5 separate regions of the Mus musculus genome follow, and regions 2, 3, 4 and 5 are each linked to region 1. A link is a contact called in public promoter capture Hi-C data. All regions are on one chromosome and are shown on one strand. Each heading gives the region's core, a stretch centred on a gene start, on an enhancer-like site or on the middle of the called end of the contact. The rest is flanking DNA. Distances are from core to core; before and after follow the strand shown. Region 1 holds the start of Zfp60 (zinc finger protein 60). Region 2 holds the start of Zfp146 (zinc finger protein 146). Region 3 holds the start of Zfp383 (zinc finger protein 383). Region 4 holds the start of Zfp790 (zinc finger protein 790). Region 5 holds the start of Zfp30 (zinc finger protein 30).

Region 1 (3,172 bases), core at 183-2,682:
GGACATAAATACGGTACAGATTTACACAATACAAACAGTTCGTCGCAACATTTGGAAAAACACTCTGCTCTATGGTATATTCACCTTCCTTGTTTTTGAAATAGGTTCTCACTGTGTAGGCCAGCTGGCCTGAAACGTGTTATGGGGATCAAGCTGCTACAGAATTCACATTGCCCTTCCTGCTTCTTTCTGCCTCGTTGTACCCCACAAAGCCTAGCTTTTCTGTTTGAGTGGCTTTCTTAAACATCCACCAGCAATCGCATTGTTTCTCACACTCCCTTGTCCTGCAGAACACTGAGTGGAATGAACCCAAGATGGCCTCACAGAGCAACAACTAAAGCACACCAGGCCCTTAGGATATGGCGGCACTGCACTAACAGGCTTCACCACAGGCATCCTAAGGTTCCTGACAGGCCTGGAGAGCCTGAGGGGACAGAACCAAGACTCCAACCCAGATGGAGGGGAGGGGAGGGGAGGGGGAGAGAGCCTACCACTTTCCCAATCTCAAAATCTACTAGAAAACAAAAACCTCCACTCTTCCGCTGCTTTGAAATGAAGACCTGTAAGAAGATCTAAGGCCATCTGACGTGTGACACCATCCAAATAGAAATCGATTTAGCACATCGGAGTTTGAAAGCCCTTTTGTTAACCTCTGTCGGTTCCTATCTATAACATGGTCGGTGAGGTGGGGGGAGTGATTGTAGACAGAAGATGTCAAGGGTCATTGAAACGATAATGTGAATACTAACTGGAAAGGGGAGGGACAATGTAAGGGACACAATGATGGCGGTATCAATTTACACGTTCCTTCTTCATTTACTGACAATTCCATATTCTAAACATAAAACCCTCATTTCTCGCACAGAGAGAAAGCGCAAACTCGCCCTTGAGCCTTCGGTGGGTAGCAACAACGATCTCACGCTCCTCCAGCCCTCCTTTTGAATAATGGCCTGCGCAGGGAGCCTGAGTAAGCCTAGATTACATCTGAGTAAGCCTAGATTACATTTGAGAGCATCCCCAGTGAGCATTTCCCCTCTCTTCCCTCGACACTCACACGGCTAGAGCTCTGAGAAAAGGCCAGTAGGCCACCCTCGGAGGCACTTTCGGCCTCAAATGCTCGTCACAAAGCTCAATCTGAACCACAGGGAAAGCTTCCCTTCAGACTCCGCCCCTCACCTCTCCTCAGTGAAGCTTGGTCCTCTGCTGGTGGCCGCGAGAGAAAGCGACAAGCACGGTGATAATGCAAATAGCTCAAGGTGCGTACGCAGAGACGCGCGCGCGCACACACAGCACCGTCCCTAAACACTCACACACGCATCAACATCCATCCACCCCACCGTCCACACCCACACCCGGACTCCCGGCCTTACTCTGCAGAGACCGAAGACACAAAGCAATTCCCTACTCAGACCAGAAAGACCCGACCGTCCGCTATAGCGCCGCCAGGGCACCGGAAGTTGCTTTACTTCCGCCGCGGTAGCCCCTGGGAAATGTAGTGCCGAGTGCTCAACTCGATGAAGCCTAGCGGTCTGTAGTTCAGAGAGATCACTGCACACAACTTAGGCCAGGCCATCTGAGAGCTATGCCAGTGGTTTGTGGGAGACGTCGTGTTCTGTCTCCCAGACCCCCCACCCCACCCCCGGACAGAATAGGAAGCGTGATCAAATCCGGATATAACTGGCGTGGTTACACTTTGCACCAAGAGGGATTCCACCTGCTGTGCTCTAGTAGGGACTATGGTAGATTGGAAGACACTGAACTAAAGAATTGGTTGGTTTTAAACGTGGTAGTTTATATCAGCGATTTCAGACAGCCAGATGTTCAGAGAGTCAGTGTCCCTGTTATCTAGATAGGAAAACGTGAGTGAGGACTAGTTGGATAAATATCAACAGAACTGCGCCCATTTTGAAAGGTGAATGACTAGCATGTGGAAGTATCTAAACAACCACCGACGTATGTAAACAACCACCGACGTATGCCTTGTTTATGTAGGGAAAACGTACTTAGTGTAACATGACATTGAAAGATCCTGACAGAATGTAAAAGGTCACACAAGCCCTGAAATTGGCAAGATAGATGTCACTGTTAGCAGAACTAGCTTCACTGATTTAGAAAAATAGAGGTGCACAATGCTCTGGCCACTCCTTGAACCCGTGTGTCTGCCAATGTTTTGACCGTTCCTTGAACCCATGTGTGTGCCCACTGATGAAGCCCATTGCCAGGTGTTTGTGATATTGGTTGCTGAAAAAGAGTCAGAAAATCTCCCCAGCAACAACAGCCCGGCCAATCTAGAGTTCCTACACCTGCACCAGACTCTTCCCTTGGACCCCTCCCATACCCATTTCTTGAGAATAAACATTGTTTAGATCTGGAAATCCCCTACTTCCCCCTTCTCCTTCCCCCCCTGAGGGCCTATAAAAACTGGGACCTCTTTCCCCTTGGGGTCGACTCCTCTACCCCTGCGTGGGATATGAGTCGTCCCCAGAGCTCTGGCTTTCCCCGAATAAAGCCTCATGTGGTTTGCATCAAGCTTGGTCTCTTGTGAGTTCTTGGGTGTCCGCTATTGTCCTGAGGCCTGAGCAAGGGGCTCCTCTCGGAGTCTTTCAACATGAGCTTTCAAAACCACATTTATTTATTATTTATATTTACACATATTTTTCCAGAACATGAGAGAAAACTAGTGTCAAGGTTAATGATAATCCTATTAGGACCACTAAACATATTAGACGCTTTGTAAATGATCTAAACGCCTACAGTATAGACAGATTAGATTTGAAATAAGTCAGTCTCAACCAGATGTTAACTACAGAAAATACGTTGATAAATACTCTAGCTGATTAAAAGTGACCATCCTCAGGCGGGCAGTGGTGGCACATGCCTTTAATACCAGATTTCTAAGAGTTCAAGGCCAGCCTGGTCTACAGAACCAGCAGTCTCTACACGAAGAAACCTTGTAACAAAAGACAAACAAAACAAAGTGACCATCCTCACAATAGTCAAAAGAAGAATTAGATTGATTTTAAAGTTGAGGCAGATTGGGGGACAAAGAACATTGCCATTGATGACAAAGTAGCAATTCATCAAATGAAGTTCAGTTTGTTTTGTTTTGTTTTGTTTTGTTTTCAAGACAGTTTCTCTGTGTAACAGCTCTGGCCATCCAGGAACTCACTTT
Region 2 (3,172 bases), core at 231-2,730, 2.4 Mb before region 1:
GCTGCCACATGGGTGCTGAAACCTGGTCCTCTGGAAGTCCAGCCAGTCCTCTTAACCACTGAGTCATCTCTCCAGCCCTAGAAATAATTTTTTTAACTTTGTGTGTGTGCACATATTCAGGTATGTGTGTGCAATGCCATTTTTGTGGAGGGCAGAGTAGAGTCTTGGGTGTTGGTTCTAGCCTTCTACCTTGTAGTCTGATCACTGCTACACACTCCCAGCTAGTTCATCTGAGAGGTTTTGGAAATGCTTGTCTCTGAATTCTGTAGGAGCTTGGATTACAGGATAATTACAAACACAGTATGACAACTGACTTGTGCCACAAGAACTTTACCCACCTAGGCATCCCAGTCAGTTTGCTTGCCACTGTGGTACAATCACTTCCCTAACATCCCTAAAGGTCCTCCTTACATAGTCACAATCACACATGGTGGCACGCAGAAGGCACAGTACTCTGCATCATCCAGCCATAACTGAACATTCACTCAGGGGCCAGTCACTCTTTAGCAAAGATAGTCCACACCCGCATACACACAGTATTACACACTGTCACAAAGTCCTCCTCCTTCTTTCTCCCTTCTCTCCAAGAACACAAGGATACTCACGCACTGCCGACGCAGAGCCACGGACACAGAACACTGCACACAGTACTACACAAGGTCACTTAACCCAGAGATACACAGTCACAGCTACAACTATATCCACACAACCCCAGGAATAAAGGTTATCGAGCACACAACACACTACAGGACCACGGGATACCACTTCCACAACCACAAGATCCCGGAACACATAACATCACATATGTTTGCACAGCAACAATCAGATATACACCTTGGAGACAGGTGATTACAACAGCACACTACTTGTAAGCACTGACAACCGGTCACCACCACAATCAAAACCACAATTAGAATCCCGCAGCCCAGTCCTGCTTCAGCGTGCACAACCCCGTTCAGGACACGCCTGTTCCCCACCCCCGTTCAGTACTCCCCAGACCATTTACCTTGGGTCTCAGTAGAAGGCGCGCGCATCCTGCTTCAGCCAAAGGTAAAGGTTTCATCAAAGTTGAGCTACAATGTCAGCTCGCTATGGACTCTGGGAAACGTAGTCCATAGCCACATCAGCCCCGGACAAAGATGGTGTCCTTTCACCTTGGGGTCTGGGCTCAGTGTATTATTGAGACGCCGCCCGTGAAGTACCAAAGAGGAAGTCCCCACTCCAAACATCTTACCAGGCGTGAGCTTATTTGGGTCCAAGTGACAACAATCTACTCTAAGAAACCCCAAATCACAAGAGGCGGCCAGGTTTGTGCGTGGGAGACGGATAAGCAACCCGCAGTGCCTTGTGGGAAGTGTAGTCCAAAGTCGTAAAAGCAGTATTGCTGATAATAGACAACAGCCTGGCTAGGCTTCAGTGAACAAGCCCTGAGATGTCGCGGAGACTTCTGGGAGTGCTCACTCACTCCCTGAGTGCGCAGACGCAGGGGCAGCGAGTGGACATTTTGGTCTTTGTCCGCGGGTCAGCACGGCCGTCGTGTCCACGTGGCGCCAAAGTAGGAGGTGGGATCTGGGCGTCCTGGGTCGGTGGGTTCGGGAGGTTGGAGGGCAGTGTTTCCGATCTTTGGAGGTGTAGCGCGGGGTTCAGGGAGTGGGCTGAAGAGCATTGGATCTTGGTGAAGGCGGAGGTGGGGGCCTCTGAGGAAAGCTTGAGCGTTTGAGACCGAATTTGACTGCAAAGTTTGACCCACTATTTGGAATGATTGAGTGGGTGTGGAGCTGGGTGTAGGATTGTGGGTGGCTATGCTTCACGAGGCAATGAGGAGACCCATGTTGAAGTATCACGTCTGCGCGGTAGTTCCCGAGTCGAAAGTGCTGATAATTATAACGGGGCCATCTTCCCGAAGAGCATCCGTTTTATTTGATTACTTGAAAGGTGGGATGAAGCTAAGGGTTAAATACTTTTAAAACTGTATTTATTGATGGTGAGTTTTATACGCAAATGCATTTCGTGATATGTGCAGAAAGCCTTAGTAAACATGTTTAGATTTTAAAAGACGATCTGTGTACTAAAACGCGGTTGTTTATGAATGGAGGTAGAATACAGATTACTCTGTCATGCTTAATTAAGGAAACATTTGGTTTGGAATTGTTTGTCCCGGGGGTGCCAGCCATAGACTTCATTTCTGATTTTTGAGGTACTTTAATAGAGCTGTTAGGCAAATTCGAGTTTCGGTTTGAAGAGCGTCATTTCACTAAAAACCCAGGATTAAGGGGTCTAATTTAGATTTAGGTTAGGCACAGTTCCTCATTTAAAGCATATATATATATATATATATATATATACATTTATTTGTGTGGGCATGCTTGCCACAGTCGGTTCTGTCCTCCATCATGTGGGTTTAGGGTCGGAATCCAGGTTGTCAGCCTTGGAAGCAAAGCGCCTTTGCACACCCCCCCCCCCAAGCTCTCTCACTGGTCCATGTTTTTAGTTTTTTGAAAAAAACTTAGTGATTACTGTGCTATATCGTAGATGTCATAACTCCTTCACGAGTACAGTTCTGTGAATTGTGTAGCACATGTGAAAAACTACTTCTCCCTGCTGTGGCAGTCATTAAAGACATCCGCAGCTTTGGCTTTTCTCCTAATGGTAAAAGTTAAGCAGTACCTGATTAAGATTTGCAAGTGGGTAGCTTTCAAATTTATGAATAGCTGCCACTAGTTGATACATTGTAAAAACAAAAAACAAAAAAACGAAACAAAAGTAGTTTTTTAAATATCACTGAAGCTGGACACATACACACCTTTAATTCCCAACACTTGGGAGGCAGAGGCAGTTGGATCTCAGAGTTTCAGGACCCCTTAACTACACAGAGAAACCCTGTCTTGAAGAACAAAAACAAAATGACAAGAAATCCCCCAAAGAAAAGCAGCTAGAATGTGAGGGTTTGCTTGTTGCAATTTTTTGGAGGTAATGTGTATTGACTCTTGACTGGGCTATATCCCTAGCCCACAGTTCTGGAAATTGATGCTACAAATGTATCTACTATGTTTGAGTGAAACAATACAGACACAAGTTTGCTCGTGACAGCAAAGTTTAGCCTAGAAAAGTATTAGAAACATTTCATGCTCATCCATTAAAGGATGGTTCGGTTGACCTATGATAATAAGCT
Region 3 (3,172 bases), core at 172-2,671, 2.2 Mb before region 1:
GTCACCCACCATGGAACCACATATATCCTCACAAGCACACCCTACCCAAATGACAGCACAACAATGTATGGTTGGATAGTCACAGTCACACATCCATCCTGAGGATGAAATCACAACCACATTTATAGAACCCTTAAATACAACACCACATAAAACCACAGTGCTACAAACGGGCACAACAGGAGACTCACGGCGGAGTCACACAACAGTTATAATCACTTCCAGTTGCCCTCATGAAATTTTACACAATCAATACACAATACACATTCAACAGAACATAACAGCCCCTAAGACACACATACTGTCAGCTTGACAATTACATGCCATCTTCCAATTGTAGTGAGAATTCTGGAATTTTGGTTTCATTAAAAACCACAGGAATAATAAAAAAAAATTGAAAAAAAAACCCACAGAAATATTCTGAGAGTATGTCTCTGCTTTAATTCCAGGTGCGTGTGGGGTGCGTGTGGGAATATGGGGCTACCTCAAAGCAGCTCATTTACCTGTGCTCTAGCATAGGTATGGGTTTGCCAGTGGCAGATAGTTTCTGCAACTGTGTGGCATTTGAAATTTTGAGGACTTTTCAGAGGATACATAAATGCTAGGGTCCAGACAAGCAGGATTGGATTGGTGGTTGTTCAGGGAGTATGGTAAGGTTTGTTAGCAGTCATGATCAAAGAAGAAACAAATTAGAGTCAAGGATCTCTCTCTCTTTTTCTCTCTCTCCCCCATCTATTTTTCTTTCGCTCCTATCTAGCAGGAGGGTGGTGTTGTGTGTGTGTGTGTGGGGGGGGGGGGGGGGTATAAAGGGTCGGTGAATAAAGGAACCCACAAAGTAACAAAGATCAGCTACATCCAACCATGCTCATGGTATCACATAAAGTTACATAATCACACTCAAACATCCTCACAGTCACAGGTACCCAATACACATAGTATACAAACATACAGACAGTCCCCCTCTGATTAACACTCTTGGAAGCATAATTACTGGCTATCTGATATATCCCTCATACACAGGTGCTATACCGTTACACACAATAGGTCCAAACACATTGGGACACAATCACACACACTGCCACAAAGTTATTAATCACATATAATAAAGAAAACGTGCATACGTACACACACAGCTCTGCGCATGTTCACAGGTCATTGACACACCCACCAAAGAATCCTAAAAATCACAGCCACGCACTCACTGCGTCCTAGAGTCACTTAAGGTCACACTTAAACAGAGCCAAAGCCTCACTGCTGCTCATCCTGCTAGACCAGCTCCCACTGACCTGACATCTCAGATACTGACTGGTATTTCCCTTCAGACCCCAGGGCCGCAGCTTTGGAGCCTTAACAAGGGCCTATAGGCCGCTCGCCGTACACTTTCCCGTCCCCGGACGACGAGGGTCCCGCAGGCAAAAGAAGGGGCTGCCTAGCACTCGCGAACGCTTCTGGGAAATGTAGTCCGCGATTGGAACTGGCGGGGAAGATGGCATCCATTCTCGGATTTCCCGCCAGAGCACGGCCTGAGGCAGGCCGAGGAGCTCGTTCCGCATTTTCAATTTTGTGCGTGAAATTCCTAGACAGATATACAAACTCGGACAGAAACTCTTACAATGCATTGAGCCCCTTCCATGATAGGGGGCCAATCTCAGAGAATCACTGTATGTTTTTGGAGTAGGTTTGCACCGGAAGTTGTGTAGAGTCGCGTGTATTTCTGGGAAATGTAGTCTAAAAAAGGAACTGCGTGGCACTGGTCTCCTGGAACAAAGTTGTTGAAATGATTTCTGAGATACCACACCCTGAGTCTGGACATTTCTGGGCCTTGTAACTCACTGTAGGAATTTTCAGGATGACGACAGATTCTCCGTTTTACCCTTTTCTGTTGGCGAGGCTCAGCATAGGATTTATATGATCCATTTAGGTGGCATATAAAAAAAAAGAATGAATATTAGTTATTAAAATCTATCAGATTTAGGAAGAATTGTAAACGAGTGGTTGTTCCCGAATAGGTATAGGGTTCTGTTATAACGTAGTGAAAAAAATTCTCTTCGAATTTTTATTTATTTTGAGTCTGGGTCTCACTCTAGGCGGACTTGCAAGTCACTATGCAGACTTGGTTTGCACTAAACTCACGTAGATCAGTCTGTCTCTGTCTCACAAATGCTTGGACCAAAGGCAAGCTTCATCATACACTGGGTACACCGTTTTACTTTGGTGTTTATGGGACTCATTTCTATATAAATATTTCCTTTCTTAGCTGCACAATATTCTATTTTATGAGTTATGTGTATGAGTTTGTATATCTAGTCACACGTTTGTGGTTGTTACAGTAATCTCTAAATTAGTTGATTTTAATAAAGGAAATAGAAGCGTTTGTTTACAATTCTTCTCGCTCTCTCTCTGTCTTTTGAGACAGAGTGTAGCCCTTGGCTGTCCTGGAACTCACTCTGTGGACCAGGCTGGCCTCGAACTCAGAAATCTCTGCCTGCCTCTACCTCCCTAGTGCTGGGATTAAAGGAGTGTGCCACCATCGCTGGCTTGTTTTTCCTGTATTTGCCTGTAAAGGTCAGAAAGGGATGTTACATCACCTAGGGTTACAGACAGATTTGTGAGCTGGGAACAGAACTCCGGTCCTAGGCAGAGCAGTATAAGCAAGCATTGTTTGTTTGTTTGGTTTGGTTTTTTGAGACAGGGTTTCTCTTTATAGCCCTGGGTGTCCTAGAACTCACTTTGTAGACCAGGCTGGCCTCGAACTCAGAAATCCACCTGTCTCTGCCTCCCGAGTGTTGGGATTAAAGGCGTGCACCAGCACGCCCGGCCCTATTTCAGCTTGTAATGTCAGTCTTTTGAGCTTAATTAGATATTTAGAGGGTGAGCCATGGTATTAAATTAAGGCTTCATTTACACACTAAGGAGATTGCTATCCATTAATTATATTTTAATTTTACGTGCTTTTAATCACATGTTGGTGCCATCACGCCTAGCATTAAACTATTCTTTTTCTTACAGCTGCCTACTAGTTTACTTGAGGTGGTTAGAGTGGAGAATAACGGAAACGGATGGGCTTCACCCATGCATTCTTCTCTGTCCTTCCGACACCCTGACGTGAAGGGAGCTTCACGGCGGTATCTTCCAAGGGATTTATCCCAGATTCTACTTTATCTCCCAATGT
Region 4 (3,172 bases), core at 439-2,938, 2.1 Mb before region 1:
CCTGTTTGAGACCAGCGTAAGCTACAGCCTATCTCAAAAACAAAAACTACCACTTGACAACTGTGCTTGGTCTTTAATGATGCTACCATATGTGTGTGTGTGTGTGTGTGTATATACACACATATAGATACATATATATGTATACATATATGTGTACATATATACATGCATGCCAGGCATGGTGGCCCACAACTGAAATATCAGCATTGGCAGATGAATCTTTGAGTTCACTATGAGTATGTATTTAAATAGTAAGTCCTAGGCTAGTCAGGGCTACATAGAGAGGCCCTGTCTCAAAAACAGAAAGGGAATGGGGCAGGCTTATGGTACTGAGGTTTCTATTTAATTCAGATAAAGAAATGAGATGACATTTACCTTCTAAATCTGGCTGATCTGGACACACACCGTTGCGGCTGTGTCCACTGACTCTGGATGCTATGGACACACACCGCTGTGGCCGTGTCCACTGACTCTGGCTGATATAGACACACACCGCTGCGGCTGTGTCCACTGACTCTGGCTGATCTGGACACAAACCGCTGTGGCTGTGTCCACTGACTCTGGCTGATATGGACACACACCGCTGCGGCTGTGTCCACTGACTCTGGCTGATATGGACACACACCGCTGCGGCTGTGTCCACTGACTCTGGCTGATATGAACACACACCGCTGTGGCTGTGTCCACTGACTCTGGCTGATATGGACACACACCTCTATGGCTGTGTCCCACTGGCTCTTAAGTACTGTGTGCAGCTTGTTTTAATCATGGTGATGCTGCTCTCTGTAATAAACTTCCGTTTATCACCTTCTGGAGCAGGGCATGGTAGTTCACACCTGTTATCCCAGACCTTGAAAGTCAGGAGGACGGCCTCTGAAGGGTGACCAGGGCTAAACAGCAAGATCCTGTCTAAACAACAAACCAACAGAAACCACTTGACAAGAGGATCTGGAGTTCAGGTCAACCTTGGTTATAAAGAGAATTGCAAGCCAGCCTCAAAATCAAACCTTACCTGTGTCTCCTCAGGAACTCTCTAGAGAAGGGACGATGTCTGCTTGGGGTACCCTGAGCGTTAATAACGCCCCCCCCCAAAAAAAAACCACCCCGACTGACAAAACACTGTGTTAAAAATAAAAAGTCGGCTATATTGCCTGTAGATTGCCTACGCCGCACAATTAACTTACAGAAAAATAACAATGCTAATTAGTTATTATCAGCTATACATTTTCCCTCCCACAGACACTCCAGAAGACCGCACTTACTAATCGTAATTTGAAAAGAAAATGAGATTTAGGAAGCTTCCGCTATCTCTATAATCTCAGCCACTCCTGTACAGGGATCCATCCAGTCGAGACCCAATCCCCAAGAACCATTCGATCCGCATACAATGTCTCCTCCCCACAACAGCTCGCTCCACTCACAAAGCGCCACAGCTCGAGCCCAACTCTTGCTCACGCTCATTTTCCTTACCTCGCAGTTTCTCTGCCGTCCAACTCCTCCCAGATCCAGCCGCGCATGCAATCTAACCTCCCTATGCTTTCTCTCACACACGCTCAGGGCTGTCATTGCGTACTCTTGCACCTACAGGACGAGGCTTCCTCTTGGTCAGACTGCCAATGCTGGGTTGGTCTTAGCGCTGGGGTCCTACATTCCGGTCTGTGGCCCCAACTTCCAGCAGGAAGTCGAATTCGGAACAGCCTCCTTAGACAGATTTCCGCCTGGGGATTGGATGACTCAGCCTACTCGAGCCATGCGCCTCCGGTCACCAGCACGGCCTTGAACTACATTTCCCAGAATACCTCGGTTCCCTGGAAACTCGCAGTGCTGAGATAGTGCTGGGTCGAGGAGCCTGATCTAGGTCTATGAAGTCTTTCACCGCTGGGATTTCCTCACGATTCCGACGAATAGCCGAACACTTTGTATCTGTTGTTCAGGCCACAGCTTTCAGCCCCTGACATTTCCAGGCGTTGTATTTCCCTCTCCTGGGAGCCTTTTTTAAGGAGTGGGCAGGGTACTCCTGACAGGTTTGGGGAGAACTTTAGGGATAATGAGACGCCTTTGGTGCCAAGGGTTTGGATGCACCATCCTGTGCAGTGCAATGAAGCTGACTCCGGGAGATCCGGAGCTGTGTAGAATTGTTATCATGTGTCTGGGTGGTAGTCTAGGGGATATGGAGGCAGAGAGGATTCCTTGATTGGTGAGTATGATCGCATCCATTGTGTGTGTGGCTGGAGTCTGTGTGACCGTTTTGTGCCATGCTTTTTTTTTTTTTTTACCAGTGTGAGGTCCCTCGAGTGTGAGGTCCCTGGGCTTTTGTGTTTGTGAGCATTTGCCTAACTTTGGGAGCGTGTGAGGTGACCGACTGAGGTGTGACTGCTTCCCAGTGGACCTTTTCTAATTTCGGTAGAGGTAAGGTGAGGGTGGGGGCAACAGTGACTGTGATTGGCTCTCCCTGTTAAGGCTTCCGTGTGGGGTGGATTGTATTTTCGTTTGAGGCACCCATAGCTTTTGTGTCCCCGTGGTGTGGGATTAATTGGAGAGTCACTATAGGTGAGGCAACTTTGTACCTTTGTGACTCCAGCCAAGGGGACTTGTGTCACATCCTGGGGGTAGACTCTGTCCTTATCTACAGTCACCCTACTTTTGTCTGGTGTTTCCATTGCATAGGAAGCCCCTAGGCTTCTCTGATTTCTTGATAGGTGCTATGGCTGTTGGGCCAAAATGATCTCTGAAATGGTTGAATATGCATCTACAAGAGCCTAGTGTGTGTCACACTTTTTTTTTTTTTTAATTCCCGAGTTCTGTCCTGTAGCTTATGATTTCCTGACATCCCTTTACTTTTGTCAAGATGTGGCTTGTTTTCCTCCTGTTGAAAATTCTGGCCCATCCTGTGACTGCATTCCTGTAGTGTACCCTGAAGTGGAAGTTTAAGGAAATGTCAGGTGATGCAGACCCATGTGATATTTGGAGAGAGTATAAATAGGAGTCAACCCACAGTGACTAGTGTATAGCTAGCTTTGCATTGCTTTGCTGGTTTCAAGTCTTTGCTGATCTTTGCTTCATTGTACCGTATTAACTGCTCTTAAGTCCTTTATCATCCTCCATTTACCTGATTTCTTTTCTTTCACAACACAAAGGACAATTCCATGGGCTGGTAGACTCTTCTACATGT
Region 5 (3,172 bases), core at 473-2,972, 2.1 Mb before region 1:
TGCTAAGTGCTCTAGCCCTAGCCCTAGCCCTGCCATTTCTCACCGGCACCCCCAAGAGATGCATCGGCCGCCGCCGCCGCTGCTCCAGTGCCACACAAGAATGACCAGTGTAGCCTGGAGAGGCCCTGAGTTCAATTTCTAGCAGTCGCACCGTGACTCACAGCCATCTATGCTGGGATCTGATGTTGCAGATCGAACACTCATATACATAAAATAAATAAATCTTAAATAAAAACAAAACAAAAAACCCGAAAAGTGTAGGGGCTTGAGGAAATGCCTCAGTGGTCCCTCCAGCCACCACCTCAATCATTTAAATACATGCTCGTCCTTGACCAATCACACATCAGACTTTAGCAGACATATTTCCGTATTAGAGAATCCTAAGAAAAACAGGACATCTAAATGTATAGCACGTGGGTGCTACATAACCATAGAACCGCAGGCGCTGCGCACTCAAAGAGGAATCCTGATTAAGTCTCTGCCCACTGAAAATGCAGGGAAATTCTCAGACCCAAAGCAATGAATAGTTCGCTTTTTTTTTTTTTTAAAGACAGGGTCTCAATGTAACCCAGGCTGGCCTTGAACACTTGGTCCTAGTGGAGTGGCAGTGACACCACTCACAGTTGAATAAAACATTTTCACAAACGTCTTTCAAAGGGAAGGAAATTAAAAAAATCCATACTCAAAACAACAACAACAACAACAGCAAAAACAAACAAACAAAAAACCAAAAACGAAAAACAAAAACTCAAGCATTTCACAGGAACACAGAAGTTCTAGAAACTCACACATAATCTCTGTTTTAAACAGAAGTAGTAGCTGCTGGCTTCTAGGGTCTCTTCTGAAGACTGGCAGACACTCCAGGCCTTGTTTCTTTTCTTTTCTCTTCTTTCCTTCTTCTTCTCTTTTCTTTTTCTCTCTTGCAACCCAACGTTAGGCAGTAGAGAATGACCTTGAGCGCCTACTCCCCCTGCCTCCACCTCCCAAATCCCGAGAAGTCAGGTGTATGCCACCACGTCCTCTGGCCTCACCCCTACGCTTTTCTGAAATTGATCAGAATCCCCTTCCAAGCTTCAGGGCTCCAGGCTGACCCCATCCGTATGATCCCAGCAAGCGAGATAGACTACAGCAGCCCACAGTCACCCGTGCCCGAGTTTGCTGCTTCGGCCACTCTGCTTCACCAGTTACCAGTCCGGGGCTGCCCAGCCTTAGGTCCGAGGTGTCCCCCGGTTCTCTGCTCCCCAGGCCCGCCGGGAATCTAAGGTTCTGCACAGGGTATCTCCACCGTGCAAGTCGCGGCCCCCGCCTTCCCTCTCGGTCCTTGTCCACAGCCAGGCCGGGGTTTAGGTGCAGCGCGTCAGCACGGCAGCTGTACCCACGAACGGGCCACCTGAGTCCCAGGGGTCCTCAGAGCGGGTCCCCGGAGAAGAGCGTAGGCCGCACGAGACCGGGGACCACCCAGCTGACGGGTATCCCGGGAGGGTGGGTTGCCAGCGCGGTCAGCGCTGCAGCGGCGGCACCAAAGTGCTACGGACGGGACCGTGGTACTGAAGGCTCTGGGACATCAGATCTCAAGCCTGAGAGTCCGACTGCCACTAGCTTCTTTGACTAGGTTCTGGGCTTCCAGCCCCGCGGAGGCTGCGAGCCAGGCCCCTAGCTCTTGGTCAGGGGAAGGGGGTTGGAGGTGGGGCTGTGTGTGTCTCTTTCTCGCTGCTTCAATGCGCATGCGCACAAGGGAGCCGCAGGGAGGCGGGGAGCCTTCGGTAGCATCTTGTGCAGGCCTGGACAGAGGGAGTTTGGTTCCAGGATCCAGGATTGGGCAGAAATGGCCAAGTCTTTAGGCCTACAGCAGTAGCTCTGGCGTTGAACAAACTAACCCCCAGATGCTTTGAGGTCCAGCGTGGAGCGTTGGCTGAACCACTTATACTAGTTTGGGCATCTATTGTTTGTTTTTAAAGCTGTGGTCTCTCTAAATGACCCTGGTTTTCTCTGTGGACACCAGGCTGACTTTGAAATTGAAGTGATTCTCCAGTAAGCTTCCTGAATGTGGACATTAACGGCACACACCACCACACCCCCGCCCTCTACCTGAGTTTTTTCTTTTTCTTTTCTTTTTTTTTTTAACCAGTTTTTCTTTCTTCTTAAATCTCTATTTGAGACAAACTCTCTCTATGCAGCCCTTGCTAGCCTGGAATCTGTGTAGACCAGGCTAGCCTGGAACTCTGAGATCCACCTGCCTTTGTTTCCGTGGTGCTGGAATTAAAGGTGTGCACCACCACTTCGGACGTGGTTTTCTTTTAACAAAGCAGGCTTGAGTTTTTGTTGTGGCTGTTGTTTTGTGGGTTTTTTGTTTGTTTGTTTGTTTTGTTTTGTTGTTGGTTTTTTTTTTTTGTTTTTTCGAGACAGGGTTTCTCTGTATAGTCCTGGCTGTCCTGGAACTCTGTAGACCAGGCTGACCTCAAACTCAGAAATCCACCTGCCTCTGCCTCCCAAGTGCTGGGATTAAAGGCATGCGCTACCACCACCCGGCTTTTTATTTTATTTTATTATTTTAGGCTTGGGGTTTTAGGCTTTAGCATGAGGAGAGGGGCTCCGAATGACGGCACCTGAAATCGCAGTATGGGCTTCTCTGAAAGAATAATCGATTGGGTTTTCATGTTATTCTTATGTTCTTGTGGTGGTTTGAATAGGTATGGCCCCATAGATTCATGCATTTGTATGCTTGCCCATGCCAAGTAGTGATTTTATGTGTGGCCTTATTGGAGGAAGTGTATCATCACCGTAGAGGCGGGGCTTTGAGGTCACATATGCCCAAGGTACACCACATCTGCCTGCAAGCCTCCACCTTTCCCGCAGGACGATGGTGGACTGAACCTCTGCAAGCCAGCCCCTATTAAATGTTTTCCTTTATAAAAGTTGCCCTGGTCATGGTGTCCCTTCACGGCAATAAAACCCTAAGAGAGTTATGTTAGAAAGAGCTTTCCTTTAGCCCGTTTAATTTAGTCTCAACAGCACATATGCATAGATTCTTAATGAGTTATAGTTAATTTAATTCTTTTTGATGCCTATTTTTTTCCCAAGATTTGGTTTGTGGGGGCCCCTTTAGCCTGACATTGGTGGGCTGTTTATTTGAACGACAGCCCAGGCTGGCCTGGGACTTGTGATTCTGCTG

What was found. Promoter capture Hi-C pulls out the DNA fragments that hold promoters and counts their contacts.
Region 2: a promoter capture Hi-C map of liver shows a contact between it and region 1, with 6 times the contacts expected there. The contact joins the promoter of Zfp146 here to the promoter of Zfp60 in region 1. A contact is called at or near these places in 5 of 39 promoter capture datasets (the C10 cell line, hippocampal neurons, liver and 1 more), 1 of 115 datasets of contacts at active chromatin or transcription factors (embryonic forebrain) and 1 of 9 other capture datasets (adipose tissue).
Region 3: a contact with region 1 is called in a promoter capture Hi-C map of liver, with 10 times the contacts expected there. The contact joins the promoter of Zfp383 here to the promoter of Zfp60 in region 1. A contact is called at or near these places in 4 of 39 promoter capture datasets (hippocampal neurons, liver and pre-B cells) and 2 of 9 other capture datasets (adipose tissue and liver).
Region 4: a promoter capture Hi-C map of liver shows a contact between it and region 1, with 4 times the contacts expected there. The contact joins the promoter of Zfp790 here to the promoter of Zfp60 in region 1. A contact is called at or near these places in 5 of 39 promoter capture datasets (the C10 cell line, hippocampal neurons, liver and 1 more) and 2 of 9 other capture datasets (adipose tissue and liver).
Region 5: a promoter capture Hi-C map of hippocampal neurons shows a contact between it and region 1, with 4 times the contacts expected there. The contact joins the promoter of Zfp30 here to the promoter of Zfp60 in region 1. A contact is called at or near these places in 4 of 39 promoter capture datasets (the C10 cell line, hippocampal neurons, liver and 1 more) and 1 of 115 datasets of contacts at active chromatin or transcription factors (embryonic forebrain).

Annotation. Positions count from the first base shown.
Region 1 is chr7:27,729,669-27,732,840 of GRCm38.p6, reverse strand. It overlaps Zfp60 (zinc finger protein 60), which reads right to left and starts at 1,432. Exons shown (of 5, transcript NM_029531.2): 1 at 1,371-1,432.
Region 2 is chr7:30,168,049-30,171,220 of GRCm38.p6, reverse strand. It overlaps Zfp146 (zinc finger protein 146), which reads left to right and starts at 1,480. Exons shown (of 2, transcript NM_011980.4): 1 at 1,480-1,562. Gm5113 (predicted gene 5113) reads right to left here and starts at 1,346. Exons shown (of 3, transcript NR_157376.1): 1 at 1,007-1,346.
Region 3 is chr7:29,906,766-29,909,937 of GRCm38.p6, reverse strand. It overlaps Zfp383 (zinc finger protein 383), which reads right to left and starts at 1,421. Exons shown (of 5, transcript NM_001243908.1): 1 at 1,287-1,421. The coding sequence starts at 1,293.
Region 4 is chr7:29,814,588-29,817,759 of GRCm38.p6, reverse strand. Zfp790 (zinc finger protein 790) reads right to left here and starts at 1,688. Exons shown (of 5, transcript NM_146185.2): 1 at 1,471-1,688.
Region 5 is chr7:29,782,518-29,785,689 of GRCm38.p6, reverse strand. It overlaps Zfp30 (zinc finger protein 30), which reads right to left and starts at 1,722. Exons shown (of 5, transcript NM_001360208.1): 1 at 789-1,722.